Linked DNA regions of Mus musculus: regions 1 and 3 are each linked to region 2. The links are chromatin contacts, called in public Hi-C and HiChIP or PLAC-seq maps. All regions are on one chromosome and are shown on one strand. Each heading gives the region's core, a stretch centred on a gene start, on an enhancer-like site or on the middle of the called end of the contact. The rest is flanking DNA. Distances are from core to core; before and after follow the strand shown. Region 1 holds the start of Dnajb6 (DnaJ heat shock protein family (Hsp40) member B6). Region 2 holds the start of Cenpa (centromere protein A). Region 3 holds the start of Ift172 (intraflagellar transport 172).

The links. A called contact is a pair of places that touch in the nucleus more often than the background predicts. HiChIP or PLAC-seq counts read pairs in DNA pulled down with a chosen protein or histone mark.
Region 1: an H3K27ac HiChIP or PLAC-seq map of thymic regulatory T cells shows a contact between it and region 2, with 6 times the contacts expected there. The contact joins the promoter of Dnajb6 here to the promoter of Cenpa in region 2. A contact is called at or near these places in 4 of 39 promoter capture datasets (cranial neural crest, embryonic stem cells, neutrophils and 1 more), 1 of 115 datasets of contacts at active chromatin or transcription factors (thymic regulatory T cells) and 1 of 9 other capture datasets (liver).
Region 3: a Hi-C map of muscle stem cells shows a contact between it and region 2, with 2.5 times the contacts expected there. The contact joins the promoter of Ift172 here to the promoter of Cenpa in region 2. A contact is called at or near these places in 1 of 39 promoter capture datasets (frontonasal cranial neural crest) and 1 of 484 Hi-C or Micro-C datasets (muscle stem cells).

What each region holds. Positions count from the first base shown.
Region 1 is chr5:29,733,071-29,737,384 of GRCm38.p6, forward strand. Dnajb6 (DnaJ heat shock protein family (Hsp40) member B6) reads left to right here and starts at 2,828. Exons shown (of 8, transcript NM_011847.4): 1 at 2,828-3,046. Gm5129 (predicted gene 5129) reads right to left here and starts at 2,866. Exons shown (of 1, transcript NR_028426.1): 1 at 2,264-2,866.
Region 2 is chr5:30,664,765-30,669,612 of GRCm38.p6, forward strand. It overlaps Cenpa (centromere protein A), which reads left to right and starts at 2,122. Exons shown (of 5, transcript NM_007681.3): 1 at 2,122-2,349. The coding sequence starts at 2,265.
Region 3 is chr5:31,288,520-31,293,145 of GRCm38.p6, forward strand. It overlaps Ift172 (intraflagellar transport 172), which reads right to left and starts at 2,595. Exons shown (of 48, transcript NM_026298.5): 1 at 2,455-2,595. The coding sequence starts at 2,493. It overlaps Fndc4 (fibronectin type III domain containing 4), which reads right to left. Exons shown (of 7, transcript NM_022424.6): 7 at 3,723-4,626.

The sequences.
Region 1 (4,314 bases), core at 1,578-4,077, 930 kb before region 2:
GGTAAAATTTTGTTTGTACAAAAGCACCACTGCCTTTCTGGAACCTGTTGGCCTCCCATGTCTTTTTCCTTTCTTTGCACCAACTCTTTAAAAACTAGCCAGCTGCCGGGCGTGGTGGCACACGCCTTTAATCCCAGCATTCGAGAGGCAGAGGCAGGTGAATTTCTGAGTTTGAGGCCAGCCTGGTCTACAGAGTGAGTTCCAGGACAGCCAGGAGTACACAGAGAAACCCTGTCTCAAAAAAAAAAAAAAAACCAAAAAATCAAAAACCAACCAAACAACAACCCCCCCCCCCCCAAAAAAAAAAGGAAAAAAAAAAAAAACCCTAGCCAGCCACAAGACTGAGGTCAGATTGTCCCAGCCAAAGGGAAAAAGATACAAATCTGAACTTGTGTTATGCTTGCTAGCTTAGTTTGGGTCATGGCACACTATTCTGCAAAGAGAAATTAACTCTGTTTGTGTGTCTTTGTTGTCACTGAGAAAAATGTCTTCAAGAGATTGAACCCAGGAGCTGGTGCACACAAGGCTTGTCTGGAGCCCTGGCTTATACTCCCAGATCCATGAACACTTTTTTTCCAAATTGTTCAGTCAAGGGGTGTTGAATATGGTGGCTCTTACCTGTAATTTCTAATTTCTGGAGGTTAAGGCAAGAAGATTATCTCAAGGTTGTTGCCAGTGAGGTCTACACAAACAAGACAGTAAGACTTTGCCTCAAAAAAAAAAACAAAACAAAACAAAAAAAAAAAAAACAAAAATCAAAAACCAAAAAACAAAACAAAAAACCAGGAAATGGAAGTGATGCCTGAGGATTTCTTTTCAGAGACCTATATTTTTTTTTTCATTTTTTTTTCCGCTTTTTTTAAAAACAGAAGTCTCATTCTATATATTCTGTAGTCTTGGATGAACTGACCTCACAGAGATCCTCCACCTCTACCTCCCAAATTCTGGGATTAATAAGGTGTTCATTGGGGCTGGAGAGATGACTCAGTGGTTAAGAGCACCAACTGCTCTTCCAAAGGTCCTGAGTTCAAATCCCAGCAACCACATGGTGCCTCACAACCAACCGTAATGAGATCTGATGCCCTCTTCTGGTGCATCTGAAAACACCTACAGTGTACTTAGATATAATAATAAACAAACAAACAAACAAGGTGTTCATTCCCAGCCCCCAAAAGACTTTAATATAGATTTAATATCATGGGTCTTTTGAAAGCTCTGGGGAAAGATAAAACTAGGTCTACATGCAAACATGCACATGTCTGGAGTGAATCACATCCCCTGGAGCTGGAGTACTAGGCAGTTGTGGATCACCTGATATGGGTGTTGGGAATTGAACTCAGATCCTCTAGAAAGAGCAACTAATGTTTTTTACTGAGTCATCTCCTCAGACCCTGTGTTAGAATTCTTTTTTTTTTTTTTTTTTTTTTTTCTGAGACAGGGTTTCTCTGTGCAGCCCTGGCTGTCCTGGAACTCACTCTGTAGACCAGGCTGGCCTGGAACTCAGAAATCTGCCTGTCTCTGCCTCCCAAGTGCTGGGATTAAAGGCATTTGCCACCACTGCCCTGCGTGTTAGAATTCTTAAATGTCATGTGGCAAGAGGCTTCAGCCAGACTCTGAGGCGAGGGGACTCCTTTCCCTATTCTCTACCTTATAACTGGCTTTGTCTTTCGGCGCTGCTTCAATAGAAAGCTTGGGTTGCTGGGCTGTCAGCCCTGGAGTATGCAAGCACACACACCTTCCACTCGTCACTAGGCCAGACTCCTTGATTCCTGCCATTGAGGGTGGTAGTGGGTAAGATTGAGAGCAGAAAGGTGGAAGGAGAGGTGGAGGAAGGTAAAGGAAAGGGCGGGAACTTTTGTGCTTAGTTTTCATTTCAGTCTTGGACAGCCATCTTGTAGGGCTGAAAGTCAATTAGAAAAGAGATCTGGCCAAATTCTATGTTTCACAAAAGGGGAAGTGTAGTGTTTGGGAACCTTGGGGGCAGAACAGAAGCAAGGAGACAAGGAGCCATTCTGGAGGGTTCTATCTGGAGTTGAGTATATCCTACATGTGAGGGAGCATCCAAGGATCTGTGACTTCAGATCATGGGTCTCCACATCTTCTGTGCTTGTCCTTCTCAGGCGTTGAGAAGGTGGGCGTCCAACCATAACATTCTGAGATCAATATGTTCTCTTTCATTCTTACTTTCCAGTGCAGTGTTAGCTAACCTTTTGAAACTTACTGGGCAAGATGAAAAACTACTCATCCTATGGGTGTAAGTGGGGGTGGGGTGAGGATTTAAATGTCTATTTATTTATACAGGAGCTTATTGATTTATTGAGACAGGAGCTTATTGTGGGATCTGATGTCCTTCTCGGGTGTGTCCGAAGACAGTACATTCACATACAAAAAGTAAATACATCTTTAAAATAACCGTGTTTGAAATCTAGACCCTGGATTCAGCACTGCGAGTTGGTAATGATGAGGCCTCTCACGGTTCACTCTAAGTCGGGCCTGCTTGTTGGGTCGGCCGAACCTCGGGACCACAATTCTCCAAGTCCATAGGAGTGTGAGTCATACTACGCTATCAGGTCCTTATCTCCGAATCCACTGTGTCAGAGGCTGTGAGCGTCCTTCCTCCCAGCCTGCTTCCGGGCAAACGCAGGCTCCTTGGTTCGGCTACAGTCGCCTCAGGCTTTAGAGCCCTCCAGGCACAGAGCTTGCGCAAGGGGACGCTTCCCGCCCTATTCAGCCACCTTCGCCTATGTAAACCCTCCAGAATCCCACCGTCCTCAGCTCCGAGAATCTTCCGGAACGCTAGACCAGCGCTATCAAGTCCGACGCGCACGGAGGCTGCTGCGCACGTTAGCTTCAGGGCCGGGCGGAAGTCGACGTCGCCGGGCCGCGCCGCCACCGCGTGACGCACTTCCTGTTTGTTGTTGGAGAAAAGAAGAGAAAGGAAAGCGCGAGGAGACGCCGCCGCCGCCACCGCCACCAGCGCAGCTGTGCCACAGCCGCGAGGAGACCGGCCGCCTGACTTCCCTCCTCGCTGGCCGCCGTGTCCTCGGTGAGGGTCCGCGAGCCGCGGCGAAAAGCAGGGTTGACTACGGCGGGAGGGGAAGGCCTGCGAATGGGCTAACCCGCTTGGCTCCCGGAATACGGGTGCAGGAACCGGGTCGACAGTGGGGCCGGTACTGCTCACAAGGCCGAACGGGTTCCAGTCTAGGCTGTAGTCTTGTGTCTAGGTCTGGGGCTTAAGGTGTTCCTGGTCTGGGCCGGTTGTAGATTGGGTCTGTGGAGAGCGTTTGCCGTTCTTGGTCAGGCCTAGCTCGGGGCTTAGCTGCGGTCCGCTTCCCTAGTTCTCTGGTCGAAGGTGGCGGTTGGGTCCGGCACGCGCTAGGTCGGCCGCAGAGCTCCAGGAGTAGGCAAGGCTGGTGTCACCCAGTCCTGGCGTCCTCACTGCATTCTGCAAGCAAGGGGTCAGGTGGCCTGCGAAGAGCAGGACTCCCATGGAAGGCGCAATCACCGGCCCAGGCCTCCAGGCAGCGAAGGGGGCCGGGTGGGAAGGCCAAGGCGGTTTCCAGGGACTGTTGGGAAGTTTGCTAGGCGACCCGCCTGGCTCAGCTTACTTTTAAAACTAGTTTGATGTTGGCCTCGAAGGTTGCTTTGCTGTGGTTTACGTAACAAAGTTTATGTAACTGGAGTTTACACTAAGTCTTAATTTACTTCGGTTGTGTTGACAAGGAACTCTGCACTGCAAACTAAAAGGTCTTAAAAACTTTGGAGATGGAGTTTTTTTTTTTTTTTTTAAACAGGAGGGGTTTGTCAAGTTTTAAAAGCTTTGTTACCGAAGAAGTTGTATGTGAACCGTTGAAAGGGAATGGTGGGGATGGTCCCACCTTCTAAGGTGGGGAGTGCCTGCCCAGTGCAGCCACTTTGGTTTTTTTGTAACGTCTTTATTTGAACCTTAGATTTGTGGTTAGGGTTTACGCATTCTAGGCCGTAGAATCTCAGGACGCTCAGCTTGCTAGGGAAGTGATACCAACTTTAAGGCAACTGTTTTAGTAGAAATATTGGACATAAAAGCCAGAGGAGGGAACAACCTAAAGAACAAGCGCCCTGATATTTGAACTTAGTCTGTTCTTGTTTGTAAAGTAAACCCCACAGTAGACTTACTGATTCCTGGAAGGACTCCTTTGTTGTACTTTGGGATATCGCCACCACAGGCCGAATTGCCCTCCGGTGTGTGATTACGGTGTCATCAGTACACACACTTGGGTGGAGCTTTGGAATTAGGAAGAACATGAAAGAAATATGGGAAGAAATGCTGCCTTT
Region 2 (4,848 bases), core at 872-3,371:
TTTTTAAAAAATTAGTAGTTTAATATACGGCATGTGGGACCGTGTTACCAGACAGACATAAGAACTAGAATGGTTGAGTGAGCTCAGATCCCAGGAATCTGAGAGATCTCAGGCTGGTAGAAGTGGAGCCATGCCTACCTGCTCTGGAACACATAACCATGATACTCCACTGAAGACCTCAGGCACTGAGTCACCCAGCACAACATCTATAGTTCTTCTCCATGCTAATGAGATATCTAGATAGCCCTGAGCCTTCAGCCAATGAGCGCCCCTTCCTAGATATTCCTTCCCACAAGAGGTATATAATCCCTGGTTCACCCCAAATAAAGTATATGCATTCACATCCATCATTAAATAAAGCAATAGGAGCAAGCAAAGATTGTCTCAGAAAGTTGTTTCATTCAGAAACGAGGTGAAGAAGGCCTTTGACTAAAGAGCTGCGCCTAAGACCCCTGAGCAAGGTCTTCTCCTCTCCAGTTCTTCCAGCACGCTCTGCCCTCACTCCCAGTCAGACCAGGTTTCACTCATCCTGGGCTCTGCCTCGACCTCTCCACCTGGCATGCCCAGATGTTGGAGGGGGGTAAAATCTTGGACCCCCATTCCTGACTCCTGGCAGTACACCAGTGACAGCCAGGTACCCAAAGAAGAAACCACAAATCACAGCATCTGGCCCAGACTTCCACTGTTTCCCCTTCCGGCCTGGTGAAGGAAGATACAAGCTGTGGATCTTCATTTCGGATTTTGCCCTGCGTTCTTCCGGTGCCCCACCCCCACTTGCAGTACAACAGTCCGATTGGTTCAAAAGCCAAAATATGCAAAACTACGTACGTTAATAAGCACTACCCTCCTCTTATGCCTTAACCCACACACCATTACAGTTATATAGGTAGTATCATCAGTTTCTTATGAATCGTAGAGTCTGTCCTCAATCTAGCTTTCTCCTTCTAGTTTACTAAAGGGCTATCTGTCTAGAGCAGACTTCATACACGGATATTATCTGACTAATTAACAGTTGCTGAGGATCCTGATGTCTTCATATATATATATATGGACTTCTGGATCATATAGTAATTCTATGTTTAAATTTCATGTCTGTTGGTAAAATACTGGAGATTGAACGAGTTGGTTGTTGGTCTTTTGTTTATTTGAGACAAAAATAAAATAAAATAAATAAGATAAAATCTTGCTCATAGCTCTGACTAGTCTGGAACTCACTATGTAGGTCTACTGGCCCTGTCCTTATAACAAACCTGCTTTTACTTCCCAAGTGCTGGGATTAAAGGAATACACAGATGAAGTCAGAGCACCTGTGGCCCAACCTCTGAACACTGCTGCACAGAGGACACCAAACTTTTGGAGGACATTTCAGATTCGAACCATGACACATTTCCATAGCAGCTGTGCCATTTTACACCACCCACCCCAATGTTCCACCAGGCTTCTATGAAACCACTGATTATATAAGTATTTTCCTGATTAGAGTACACGTTCATGATAGATCATTTAGAAAACTCAAAAAAGCAAAATGACGAAATTCTCTTTATTCTAATTACGGAGCCATGACCTGAATTCATATTACTCCCGGGAGAAAAGGAAAAGCCGGTTTTTTTCTCAGGCAATTCTGTCATTGTGTTTGATAGCATGGTCCAATAATAGTGCTGGCGCCTGCCCTGCCTGGACCTTGTCCTCAGATTCCTCCGTCCTGGCTGTCCCCACGACCCTATCTTCTGAAAAGGTCATGCAGTTAACCAGGCTTCTGAATCATATTTGCTGGTTGCTTTCAGGAGTGTCACGGGTGCTGTGTGGAGCTGTCACATTCTTGGGCATCTGTTTCCGTATTTTTAAAGCCACCTCAACGTTTGATAGAAAAGCATAAAACTTTTGAGGAAGTGAGCTCTACAAACCCACCACCCACGTAAGAACTGAGCCGTCCTGCCCAGAGGGCATCTGAAAAAGAGATCAACAGGAAAAGGGTGGGGAAATCCTGCCTTCCTTCCCGTCTTCAAGTACCCATTGGCTTCAGACCTTTATTCTCATTGGTTTATCTGGATGTCGCTCCACGCTGGCTTTCCAGAACCAGCCACTGAGAGTCACAAAGTTGGGATTTAAAAGATGCGGTGGGAGGGGCGGGTGATTTTTTGAACTGCTGGCGACCGAGTTCTGGCGGTCCTGACGCGCACCTTGGGCTTGCTCGCGTTCGGTTTCGGCAGCAGGACCAAGAAGGCTTAGGGAAGGCGGCGGGACCCGGCCCCTCGAGGCCAGCCATGGGCCCGCGTCGCAAACCGCAGACCCCAAGGAGGAGACCCTCCAGCCCGGCGCCTGGACCCTCGCGACAGAGCTCCAGTGTAGGTAAGCGAGCCTGCCCTGCACCTCCGAGGCCGGTGCGGTCATCCTGTGGGGCCGGGCCTGTAGAGGGACGGTTCCTGGTCACGGCTTGCCGCTAACCTCGCGTAGGGGTAATGGTTTTTTTGTTTATTTGTTTGTTTGTTTGCTTGTTTGTTCCTGACCGGTTTACAGCAGGGAGAAAAACGAAATGCAGACAAGACAAGGAGTTGGAGCAAAGACAAACTCATTCTGACGGACACGGGGTCTTTTTTTGCATTTATTTACTTTGCATGTATTTTGCATTTATTTTGTGTTCGTGCTCTGGCGACGGCCAGAAGAGAGCGTCGGAACCCCGGGGCCGGAGTTACAGTTGTGAGCTGCCCTTTTTTTTAGAGTGCTAGGAAGAGAACTCGGCCCCCCTGGAAGAGCAGCCTGGGCTATTAACAGCTGAACCAGCTTTCTAACTCCTACTCTTTATTATTTATTTGCAGCACTAGAGATGGAACCCAGGACTCCGTGTATGTTAGGCAAGGGTTCTACTACAGAACTATATCCCCAACCCTCTCCCCGACCCTTTTTTTTTTAAGACGGGAACTCGGTATGTATCGGTGTGTAGCCTTGGCTTGCTGACCTGAAACGTGCTATGTAGACTAGGCTAGCCTAGAGCTCACAGATCTCTGCCTGTGTTGGGGATGGTTGTATGCAGTGTGTATTCAGGAACTATTTCTGAGATCTGGTTACAATCCAGACACTGCCTCAATGTGATGTAAAAACTGTTTTCCATCACCTCTGATTGGTTAATGAGCTGATCAACCAATTGGCTGGGCAGAAGAAAGAAGAGTGGGACTTCTGTTCCCAATCAGAGGGTCCTGAAGAGACCAGGTGAGAAGAAGAGATGGAGAGACCATGTGGGTGAAGAAGGATTACTCATGAGGTCTGGATAAGAGAGCAGCCATGAGGACCCACATGGACCAGAGAGAGCCAGGGCAAGATCAGATGGCAAATAATGGGTCATATAGCCTGGTAACAGCAGCCTAGCCGGGTTAGAATATCTCAGAACCGCCGGGCGCGGTGGCGCACGCCTTTAATCCCAGCACTCGGGAGGCAGAGGCAGGCGGATTTCTGAGTTCGAGGCCAGCCTGGTCTACAAAGTGAGTTCCAGGACAGCCAGAGCTATACAGAGAAACCCTGCCTCAAAAAAAAAAAAAAAGAATATCTCAGAACCTACCTAGCTTAATGCCAGCAGCTTGTTAATAAAAAGGGGGGTAAGGAAGGACTTAGAATTAGATTTACATGCCTGCTTCTGCTTCTCTGGTGCTTGGATTAAAGGCATGCACCACCACATTCTATTTCTCATTGAGGTATGGTGAGCCCCTAAGGGAATAATGTGGTCATGGTTGTACCGCTCGACCAGAGCTGATGTTCGATGTGGACTTCCAGTGTAGAAGCAACCTTCCATTACTCTTATCTTAGGGAAAAGTTTTACATCAGCTGCGCCCACTTCTTGGCTCTCCTACTGCCCTTGTCTGCTGACCTTGTTCTTCCAGCCATTTGGTGCTTTTTATTCCCCCCTCCTTCCTCTCCATTCAGCCTCAGGCCTTGCTAGGTGCCCCCTCCTTTCCCAAGTCAACCAACCCTTCTTTTATGTGGGCCCTTAGACATATCTCCCTTTTGTGCTGTAAGGGACTTTGTGTTGTTCTTGCTACATAACAGCTCACGGCCATCTGTAACTCCATTTCCAGGGGATCCTTCTGGCCTCTGCAGGTACTGCACACACACAGACATGCACATAGGCAAAACAGATACACATACACATAGAATAAAATAAAACCATTTTAGGTGTGTGACAGTGACATCCATGTGTCCCAGGCTAACCCTGAGCTCAGGACACCCTGTCTCTGTATTCCAGGTGTTGGAACTGTAGGTGAGGGCCTGTGGGCCTGACTGGAGAGAGCTTTAGTGTGTAAGTCCTGCTTGAAATTCTCGGGCTCCCACCTGCTAACGTTGACCTTTGAGACCCAGCCTCAGGGTGTTTGAATGCAGTTCTTTCCAGGTCATCTCTGATCACTTCCGTTTCATAAACACCTGTTTGTGTATCATGAGTCTTGGAGTTCTCTTCCTCTTCTATTTCTCAAAATCTTTCTTTTCTGGGAGAGAATAAGTTCTCTCCATGTAGCCCAGTGGAGGTTCCTACCTCTGCCTCTCAGCGATGGATCGCACACGGCACGGCATTCAGTTCTCTCGCTATTCAAACTCCTTGAGTATAGTTTATTTTGATTCTTGGTTTTGGCTCCTTTTCCTTCTGGTGTTAGTCACATTCTTTGGTGGTCTCTAGTTGTGTTGCCTTCATTTTCTGTGAGTGTGTACCTGTTAACATCACCCTCTAGCCCCCAAAAGCCCAGATCTCGAAAATGGTGGGGTGGGGAGGAGGCAGCCATTTGTAGTTTATCTTTTAGTTATGGCCCATCATAGCTAGCTTCAGTTGACAGCCTGATACAAACCCAGGAAGGAGGAACTTCAACT
Region 3 (4,626 bases), core at 1,345-3,844, 620 kb after region 2:
CCCAAATCCCCCCAAAGCCCATATGGAAAAGGATCATTACACCCAAGTCCCCAAACCAGAGCCAGAAAACAGCCACACCATCACCACAGTGAAGCCCCAAGCACTCACTACAGTAGGGTAGAAGTGGGGGCAGGTGCTTCGTCAGCTTTGGCGGATCACCCTCCCTCCTGGGCTGAGTCCATCCTGGGCATCTGTCCCAGCTGCACCGTGGCAGCATCTTTTTTATTTTATTTTTTTTAAGAGACCAAAAGGTTCTATTGCCAATTTTTCCATTAGGGTATTTTGAAATTACAGCTTACAGTACCAGTTTATCCCACAAGGAGCACAACTCTATTATTACTCTACCCCTGAGCTAGGGCTCTATCTGCTACTGTCTGCAAATATTCCTGAGTACCACAATCAGTGAGTTCTCTTCTCTCTACAGTAAGTGCCCTGGCTATCTGCCTTGTGGATTAAGTGAAATGGAGCCAGGCAGGCATTTTCATAAATGCTTGACACCTATTAAGTACCACATCTCATAACTCTGAAGTACAAGCTATTATTATTCCCATTTTACATACGGAGAAACTGAGGCATTGAAAATTAAGAAACTTGCTCAGGTTTATATAGACAGTTTTTAGATGGCAGATGCAATATTTGAATCCATGTATGTTTGACTATATAAGCTGTAATTCTAATGTCTAATGGTATATGTATTGATGGCTTAATTCTGCCATATATTATTCTTAGAATTAATTTTTGAGACAGGATCTCTCTGTGTAGCCTAGAACTCGCTGTGTAGAGCAGACTGGCATTGAACTTACAGAAATCTACCTCCTGCTCCTGAGTGTTCATACTACAGGCATGAGCCATTATGCTTGCTACTCTTACTTTTTAAAAAGAAGTTCTTGCTACATATTCAAACTGGCTTTGAGCTCACAGCCATCCTCCTGCCTCAGCCTCCTAGGTTCTAAGACTACAGGCATGTAACAGCACAATCAGGTAAGGGAGTCTGTCTGTCTGTCTGTCTGTGTGTGTCGGGAGGATGTTGCTATATGGGCCTGTCTATGTGTGCATGTAGAGACCAGAGGTCAAGTGTTTTCACAGTCATTCTCCATCTTACTTTTTGAAAGACAGAGTCTCTCATTGCACTGAAAGCTCGTAATTCCAGTTCTAGGACTAGAACTCTAGGGACCACCTGTCTACCTTCGAAACACTGAGATTACAGGTGCACCTGGCTCTGAAGAGGATGCTGGAGATCTGAACTCAGTTTCCCACGCTGGTGATGAGTCATTTCCCCCATAGCCAACCTTCTTATCTGTGTTGTGTTAGCCTGTCCTTTCACTTTGGAATGCCTTTCTCTCTTGTCAATCATCCTTCTTATGGCTTTCCAGTTTTCTTATGCTCTTTAAAACTTTTTCCTTACATTTTGAGTGGGGTGGGACAACTTGCACAAGCTGGCTCTTTCCTTCCACTGTGTGGGTCACAGGGCTCAAACTCAGGAGGTCAGGCTTAGTGGCAAGTACCTTAGCCAGTGAGCCAGCTCACAGGCCTTTCCTCTTCCTCTTCCTCTCCCCTCCCCCCTCTCTCTCTCCTACCCTCCCCTTCCCTTCCCTCCTCTCTCCCTTTTCCCCTTCCCCCTCCCCTTTTCTCCCCTCCCCTTTCCTTCCCTTCTCTCCCTTCCCCTACCCCCTCTCCTAAGAGTCTCAAGTAGCCCAGGCTGGCCTTGAACTCTCCACGTAGCTAAGAATGGCCTTGCATTCCTGATCCTCCTACCTCCACAATTGCTGAGATTACTAGCCTGGGCTACCAAGGCTTATAAGATTCTGTTCTGTGTAGAACTTTATTTAACATTCTCCTAAGTCGCTTACAGTTGCTCTCCCTGCGCCTTTTCTTTACCAGATGAAGAAGCTAGTGATAGAATGATTGCGTATGGTGATGGTTAAAGCCAGAAATACCATTTGGTCAAGTCAGTGTTGGAGCTAAGCTAAGACAGAGACTCTGTCCTCTTCACGCCCAAACCAAACATAATCTTCGTTTATGTCTCTGGGCTCCTCCTCCAGCGCCCACCCAGCCTCTTCTGCTTCTGAGGAGACACACTTTCACAATCCAAAAGAGGGTTCAGCTTCTGCTCTACCTTTTTTTAGGGTTTATATCTAAAGTGCTCATTTCATCCTGTGTAGACTTATGAAGGTTGACTATATATGCGCCTCTCCTTCCAAAAAGAGCCTTGACGCGTAATGCGGGTGATCCCGGAGAGCCTAAGCTTGGGGCCTGGCACTCAACTGATGTAATGTCATGCAAAGAAAGCTTAGAGTCGTTAGTGATGCATGTCGCCTGCTGAAAGAGCTTTCACGGTCTTCTGAACAAAGTAGACGCTCAAAAAGTATGAACTTATGTTCCCTTACTTTTTTTTTTTTTTTTTTTTTTGAACGCCTGGTGGCCTGGGAATGGAAGAGGCATGCGATTCCTCACCTGAGGGCTCAGCAGGGTCCTCAGGTGCTTCAACTGCATGACGTACACCGGTCTCGGATGCTCACTGACCGAGACAACTCCCGTGGTTACCTGGACAACCCGCCAAGCATCGGCGGCGCTAACCGCTGACGCACAGGCAACGTGAGTGCGACATACGTCATAAGGTCACGTAGTGGGTTCGCGACGGAGCGAACAGGACGTGCGCAAGCGCAGTGAGTCCTAAGGCGGGCCCATAAGAGGGGTTGTGGAATTCTCTCCGCGACCAATCCTGTGGCTGCATGCAAACCTAACGCAAACCTCCGCCCACAAGTCTTCGGTCCTCTCCGGATTCTACGTCACCATATCCTTACGTTTTCTTATTGTCCTACCCGGCCAGATGTGCTTTAGTTGCTTAAACTCTGGAGGAGAGCAAGGCAGGTGCTACGAGAGGCAAAAGACAATTCGCGGAGCTGAAATCTTCACGTCATCCCAAAACTTAGGTGACTTGCGGGAGGCCACTCAATACTGACAGATAACAGTGAAAGCTCAAGGATATACTTGGCACTGTGTTTGAATTCAGCAGCGGTACAGACCCATTTTACCCAACAGGAGGCAGATTAAAGGAGTTACTCGCCAAAGTTAAAACAGCTTGTAAAGGGTGGAACCGGCATTTAACCCACAGCTAATAACCTTTTAATTCCCGTAAGAAGGCTCAACTCTCCTCAACTCATTGTCTCCATGCCCAACTTCTCTACTCTGAAACACAGTCTCAGGAAATTATCCAGGATATGGTGGATATATTGGAAGCACTGGCTAGGGAAAGAAAAGGCACCCTGTTTGGTCATTGAGTTCAAGGCAGATTCCTGAAACCCAGATGTCTCTATGGGACAGTGCAGGAGGCAGACCAGAGCTTGGTTCCCCTCCTAGTTTAGAGCTGCATGACACCTGTGGTTGTGATTAGTTAAGCAAAAAAAGATACCATCTTCTTTGGGATCCTTTCAATAATTTTTGTTCTTGTTTCTCCCAAAAGATCAAGAGACAGAATGAAATGCAGAAACGTTAGTCATAGGCCTTCTCTAAATGACCCAAGGTGGGCAAGCCCTATCCCCCCCTAAAAGCATAGCATATGCCCCCCAGGCAAATGCTGGGCCCAAAGCCTTGAGCGCACTGCAGTTGCCAATGGTAACGAGTATTTCTCTTCCTGCCACCACATCCCTCTAGAAAATTAAGAATCAGAAGGGGACAGATTCCCTTTTTTCACAGGTAACAAATAGGTCCCAGAACTCAAATTATACTTTTTTTGATAGGGGCATCCAAACCCCTCAGCTTTATTTCTAGAATCCTCTGGATATGTTAGAGTATAAATATAAACTCATTTATGGATTACAATTATTATTAACTTTGAATGAACAAAGACATAGATGAAAAAGAAAACAAAGACGAGGCACTGGTGTGCCCGGGGTGAGAACACATGGCACCAAGGGCACATTAGTGGTGGCTGCTCTCCTGTCAGCTCCTAAGACAGCTCAGCCCTTCTGACCATTTCCCCAAAGTGAGTGCTGGAGTCAAAAGTGCAGGGAAGGGATTGGTTATATAGCGCAACAGTAGAATATTTGCTTAGTATGCACAAGGTCCTGAACAAAGATAAAAAAAAAATCTACTGGCCCTTTTATATGACATGGCCTGGTTTCTGTTGGTATGAAAACTGTGACTTCTCATTTTCTCTCTTCTCATTCAGCAAAGACAAAGAAGGGAGGCCTTTGGCTTTCATCCCCTCCCCTTTTGTCTTTCCCCGCCCATCTTAGATGAATACATTGTTACACTGACGCAAACATCTTATCAAGACTCTGTCCTTTCAGGTTGGTGGAGGCCTGAGAAGAACTGACAAGGTGTAGAGATGTCTTCAGCATACCATACAGGAACCAGTCAGTTCCAGTTTGTCCAGAACCTTTATTGGAAAAATGTCCCAGGGGTGAGATCACCAGCAGCTGGAGGGGCTGCCAGGTGAGGGAGGAGCCCCAGAGGCTCCGTGGAAGACACTGGAATAGTGCAATGCAGCGTCTGCCTCTAGGCCCAGAAGGTTCTTCTGACTCACTGAAGGAGGGCAACCCGGGCAGAAACACCCCTCTCTGAGGCCCAGAGGCAAGCTGTAGGGGCAGCTAGTGAGTGCCAATAGTCCTGATGCAGGTGACA